2 separate regions of the Urocitellus parryii genome follow, and region 1 is linked to region 2. A link is a contact called in public Hi-C data. All regions are on one chromosome and are shown on one strand. Each heading gives the region's core, a stretch centred on a gene start, on an enhancer-like site or on the middle of the called end of the contact. The rest is flanking DNA. Distances are from core to core; before and after follow the strand shown.

Region 1 (3,260 bases), core at 134-2,633, 260 kb before region 2:
TTTTGCAGTGTCCTTGATGAGAAACGCCCGGATTGCCCGCCCCGCACAGGCTGAGAGTTGGCGACTTTCACTCTGCTTTTTAAACTGGCAGGACGCCATCATCAGCGAATCACATTGTCCTGCCGGCCGGACCTGCCCGACAGCGACCGCATCCCACAGCTCACAAGGAGCTGGACATTCATTCCCAGAGCAGGATTGCTGCCCGAAGCACGTGGTCTGTCATGTTGAGCACAAAAAGCGGTGCCCTCCGGAGTTCGCTCGCTCCCGCAGCGCAGACAACGCCACTGCCTCCATCCCTCAGGAACTTAGCGTAACTGGCCATCTTAAACCGCGGGCGGTCACCCTCCGAATGGGAAGCCCTCGCGTAGCGCCCACACCTACGCTACAGGTGAATAAATGGGGAGCAAAACTTCGGGCTGCAAAGACACCTCGGCCACCAGCGGCTGTTGGGCGCGGTCCGCGGACAGCAGGCGTGTGGAAGCCAGGCTGTTTTTAAGCGACCGCGTGTTGCTCTCATTGTCGCATCCGCATCCCCCCGGAGTTCGGCAAACAACGCCACGCCGCGTGCGCTCCCGGGAAACCCGGCGCTGACCACCGAAGGCCGATTTAAACCCCCTAGCGCCGCCAGCTCGGAAAGGAGATGGCAACTTAGTTTTCGAGCGATGGCGTTTATTGTCCACCCTATCAAAACACGCGCAGGGGGCTGCGATCAAACTACAGAGCGAGGTTTCACAACGGCGCCCGACCCTCCTCGAGCTCGCGCCCACGCGGACGCACGACCCCGGGCCGCCCCGCGACTGCCAGCAAGTCATTTTCCTCCCGGGCCTTCCAGCCACCGGGTTCTCTTTCGCTAGGGAACACTGCGGCTGCGAAAAGTCATTGTCACCTTCAACGTGGATCCCTCAACTCCGCGACTCCTCAGTCATTTCCAGGATCCACTCACTTCCCCCGGCCCCCGACTTTCGGTTTACCTCAAATACCCTCCCCAATTTAAAAGTACACGCTAAACATGTACACACAAAAGACCCCGGGGTCTGAAAAATCACAAAAACAGCGCTCCCAGCAATGCCATCTCCAAGACAAAACTTCCTGTGTTTGTGTGTGCGTGCGTGTGTGTGTGTGTAAGGGCTGGGGGGAGGTGGGTGAGGTGAAAGAGGAAAAAAAAAACACTCTGAAATCAAAGCCTTGTGAGACAGTTTTGCACCAGAGTAATGATCAGAGTCACTCACCTTCCCAAAACTGCCGATCCACGCGCAATAGCGTCCCCGAGGTGCGGAGTGCACACCAGGCCAACCCCCTCCAAGCGCTCCCTCCTCAACTGCCTTGTCTAGAAAGATTGTCTCCTGCAGTTCTGCAGTTGCTACCGCCGGACGGGAAGGTGTAGATTCCTCTTTCCCTCTGCGCACGCGCGACTCCCGGTACAAAATTCTCTTGAATCGAACTTATTTGCATACGGGCGCGCGCGCGTCGCGGACTGGGAGGGGAGAAGGCCAGGCGGCCGCGCGCGCTCCCGGGGCCTCTATTGTCCTTTTAAGGGGAGAAGTACCGCGGCGCGGGAAACGAGGCGGCCTGAGGGAAACGAGGGCGGGGACGGCTTACTACAGCGGACGTCACATAAACAAACGCCTCCTGGCTGGAGGCGACTGCGAAGGGGGAGTGGCAGGATGGGAAAGGCGGAAAGGTTAGCAACAGGGGGAGAAAACTAGGCTGCGTGACGTGCTTTGCACTCCCAAAGTTCTTAGGGATCACGACTTGGCGTTGAAAAATAGTTTTAAAACTGCTTTGCAAAATCCTCACACCTGTGCCCAGGCTCTGGCGTGAGGTGACCGAGAAGGTGGTCTTGTAAGCACCAGACTGAAGTTATACTAACCCCATGTTTGCTGAATTTTGTTTTAAATTGAGTTTTTAATCTTTTAATCCTCCTCTACGTCAGCAAAGATTTAGTTTTCGTAGTTTTAATGAGTCGTTTAGTGAAGTCCAATTTTGACATCCTGTCTATCCACCAACTCCCTCTTGCCCTTCTCACACGGTAACCCAACCCATCACAATCCAGGTTTTTTTGTTTTGTTTTGTTTTCCGCTTTAGCAGTGAGATTTCAGGCCTCTCAGAATTGAATGGTTGTTAATTTCCGTGGGAACAGTGCCGCTTTCTTAAAAGACTAGTCTGTGGAAAGCCAGTAATCTAGGGACACTCATACCTCCTCCAGCTGCTTGTAAAAGGTGTTCCAGTCACCCAGAAATAATACCACTAACTGGTGGTCTTGGGAATTGAAAAAATAGTGAAATGCAGGCTTTTCCCTGTGGAACGTATAATAATCTAACAACCTGAACTATTTTAGACACGGGGATGGTGGGTGGGGGGAATGTTGGGGGGACGGAGGCTGAAGTAACTTCTCAGATGGAAAAATGGAAAATGAAAAAAGTAAAAGATTGTGATACCTCTTTATTCCAAGGACACATGTAGCCCCAAAGACAGTCTGGTTTATTGGTAATGGGAGGGTGGGGAAAGAGGATGTTTTTTCCAGAAACTTGATATTGGTCCCAAGCTACCAAAGTGTGAAAATCAACCATAAAACTTTATCATCTGCTGACAAGTTTCACTGCTTTCACTGTAGTGTCAACAATAAGAATTTAAATAGATACTTCTGAAACGCTAATTTAATTCAACAGCCAGTTCACTGAACATACAGTACAAACCCACTTCTGAAGTCCTTAACTAAGGTTTTTGTTTGTTTATTTGTCTGTTTTTGTTTTCTTTCCTGTGGTACTGAGGATTTAACCCAAGACACTCTATGGCTGAACCATATCTGGAATTTTCAATCCTTCTGCTTTAGCCTCCAGGCTTGCACCATCAAGCCTGGGTAAATATATTACCAGTATTTTGAGTGTGTGTGTGTGTTGTTGTTGTTGTTATTGTTTGTGTGTGTGTGTGTGTGTGTGTGCCTGTGATGGGGATGGAACCCAGGGTCCTACATAAGTTAGGAAAGTGCTCTTCCATTGAGTTATATCCCCAGCCCAAGGATAGGATTTTATCTTACCCATTTTTGTATCCCAGTGTCTAAGAGCACAGAAGATTCTGAATACTGGATAATTGCTTGTGAAACAATAAATTAATGTACATTTTTAAATTTATAAAGGTTGGGCCGGGTATATAGCTCAGTATACAGCACCTGCCTAGCATGTGCCAGACCTTGGGTTCCATCCCCAGCACTGGAAAAGTAAACTTTTATTACAGATTTATCTCAAGTTAAAACATCTTTA
Region 2 (3,031 bases), core at 47-2,546:
CAGGGCGCACAACCCCGGTACCCCGTCATCCTTTAACAGCCCCTTTTCCCAGGGTAGGTTCTCCAGCTCAGCCCTGCACTGCGCCATCAAATGAGTCAAGAGGAGGAACCAGTGCCCCTCCAGGAAAACCCAGGCAGTAACACACGGTGCACCCAGTTGGATGGGGTAATAGCCAACTACTCCAACTCAGGAACAGCGTAGGCAGTGTCAACAAAGCATCGTGCAGAGTCCCGAGCGTCCAAAGGTCCCCTCCAGGTTCCCTGACACTGCCAAATCGACAGCATTCCAAAAGGTGATTCGACCGTCAGCAGAACCCGGGGTGGCGGAAGGCGGGGCGCAGACTGAGAACAGTCACGGATGAAGTCTAACTAGCCTCCTGCCCGCGCCTCCGCCAGCCCCGCACGGCCACCACCGCCGGGGTGGGCACGAATCCATCCCTCAGCCGAGAGGTCTCCCACACCCCCTCCTCTAGGAGGATGGGCGCTACGTCACGTGCTGGGGCCAAACTTCGCAGCCCCAGCGGAGAGGGCGGGAGAGGGAAACAGGGGACAGCCGCGAGGTCGGGGAGCCAGCGCGCCTGTCAGGAGCCGCCTCCGCTAGCAGCAGCTAGCCGAGCGGCCGACGTGCCGGGCGCGGGCCGTGCCCTCGGGGCCTCCCCCGCGCCGGTTATTAATAACCCCGCACTCGGGAGGCGAAAGCCCCCGGCGGGCGCCCTAGGCGGCGAGTCGTCCGAGGACTCAACATTCACCCTGCGCGCGGAATAAATAACAATGTCATTAAATCGCCACCCGACCGCCCGTCCGGCCGGAGAGCGGCAGCGTCGGCGGCAGCGGCGAGGGGCGCCTCCGGGAGCCGACTTTGTCTGGATCCTGCACCCCGCCTCCCGCGCGTCGCCGCAGCCTTCCCCGCACCCCTGAGGGAACCCCCGCGCCGCCGCAGCCCGGCCTTACCCGCTAGCTCGTCGGGTTCTAGCCCGCTGTCTGCGTCGATTCCGCACAGCACGAAGTAGTGCGCGAAGCGGCAGGCTGCCGAGGAGGAGCCGGAGCCCGAGCTTGAGCCCGAGCCCGGGCCGGGCGCCGCGCCGCTCCCGCTCATCCCGGCCCCGCTGTTCTTGCGGCTGTCGTCGCCGCCGCTGAGGAAGGCTCACTGAGGAAGGCTAGCAGTGGAGGCTGCCGCTGTCGCTCCCGCTGCGGTCTCCGCGCCGGTCCTACTAGGGCGACCCCGGCGCGCCCATAGCCGCGCAGCCGCCGCTCGCCACCGCAGCCTCGGCGCCGGGAAAAGCGGCCTCGGGCTCGCGCGCGGCCCGTCCGGATCCTGGCCCCGCTGGGGGAGGGGCGCGCAGGGGGAGTGTCGGCGTGAGAGGCTCGCGCCGCCGCAGCTGCGCTCGCGAGCCGGGAGCCACCGCGTCTGGCGCCCGAGGGTCAGCTGAGCAGCGCTCAGGCTGTGGGAGCGCGGGGCGGGCGGGGGCGCTGAAGACCAAGCACGGGGAGGGGGCGCGCTCGCGAGGGGCGGCGACGTGCCTCGGCCGGGCGCGCGCGCCCAGCGGGCTCTGAGGGAGCGCCCGGCGAGGGCAGGAATCGTGCCCGCCAGCCCCGGCTGCGGCACTGGGGCGACCCCACACACACCCCTCCCGTTAGCCGCCGGCAGGGAAGAGGGCAAGCCGCAGGGAGGCAGCCTGTCCTCCGAAGGGGATGTTACTCACCATAATTAAAAAAAAAAAAAAAATGCAGCTTTGGGGAAGGTGAACAGCCGCTCTGAGATCATTTCCCACAACGGTCTGAGCCATCGTCTTTTAAACTGTGACATGTGCAGATGCCTATATCATTCTAAGACACTAGTCCTTGAAACGTTCCGCCATCTCTCACCCCTGCTCACAAGACACCCCTTAATTAGCAACTAAATGGTGAGAGGAGGAAACAAAACAATTCAATATCCATACAGCATTGAGACTTCTAAAGGGGGCTACAGTTGCCAGCCCCCTGCCTGTGTTTCGTAATTTACCCTGGCGCTTTCCAGGTCAATGTAAAGTAACCCAGGCGCTCGGTTCCCCAGCTCGGGACTCCTTTGATGTTATCTGCTCTTGTTGCAGGTACACTTGGAGGCTGATAAGGTAACAGGAATTAGACCCTGAACTCTGCTCCTCACAAAGACATGGCTTTCTTTCCCTGCTCATTCCTCTTACTTTCCATTCTACAGAAGAAGCTCACAATCCCTACTCTCTTCTTCTGGAACTGAGGAGTGAGGGATCATCATGAACACCACTGGTAGACACACAAGCAAATCTTCCAAGGAAGTGGAGTGAGAGAAACTTGAATATTTGATTGAATAATGCTCTTCCTTGAAGACAGTTTATGCCTGCATACCACCATTTATTTAGTAGAGCTTGTATCCTCTCTTTCTTCGATTCTGAAATGAAAGAAAATCAAGAAATCAGAGCAAGCCACAACCTGGGTAATTGATCTTTAGCTCCCATTGCACTCCACTTTTCCGCCAGAACACTTACGATGACTTAGCTGGGTTGTAAACTCTACTAAGTAGGAGTTGTGCTCTGTGGTTTATTATATTTTTAGTATCTAGCAGAATCCTGATCCCACCTGGCCTCTTATTTATATTTGAGTGAAGGAAAGAAGAGTGGTAACCTAGGATGTTGATGCTACTAGCGAAATAAACGTTAATATGTGAAACCTATTTATGAACACTTGTTCATTTACTATTATAAAATTATTGCTTCTCGCGCTGGGATTGTAGCTCAGTGGTAGAGTGCTTGCCTCACATGTGGAAGGCACTGGGTTTGATCCTCGGGGCACCACATAAAAATAAAAATAAAGGTATTGTGTTCATCTACAACTAAATTTTTTTTAAATTATTGCTTATCCTCACATAAGAAATTCTGAAATGCACAAAAGCATTTTACTAGTAAAGTAGTGGGGTGTCTGTGTTCCTTGAGACCATCTTTGGTGGAAGCTTCTTGCAGAATGCTTGTTAGAATCAAGCCTAATCAAACAAAACCCAGTATAAAACCAATTTTCTG

The links. Hi-C and Micro-C count contacts between places; a contact is called where the count stands out from the background.
Region 1: a Hi-C map of muscle shows a contact between it and region 2, with 8 times the contacts expected there. The contact joins the promoter of Sinhcaf here to the promoter of Dennd5b in region 2. A contact is called at or near these places in 2 of 2 Hi-C or Micro-C datasets (liver and muscle).

Annotation. Positions count from the first base shown.
Region 1 is chr5:78,876,058-78,879,317 of mUroPar1.hap1, reverse strand. It overlaps Sinhcaf (SIN3-HDAC complex associated factor), which reads right to left and starts at 1,383. Exons shown (of 6, transcript XM_077798918.1): 1 at 1,230-1,383.
Region 2 is chr5:78,615,019-78,618,049 of mUroPar1.hap1, reverse strand. It overlaps Dennd5b (DENN domain containing 5B), which reads right to left and starts at 1,296. Exons shown (of 23, transcript XM_077798438.1): 1 at 951-1,296. The coding sequence starts at 1,095.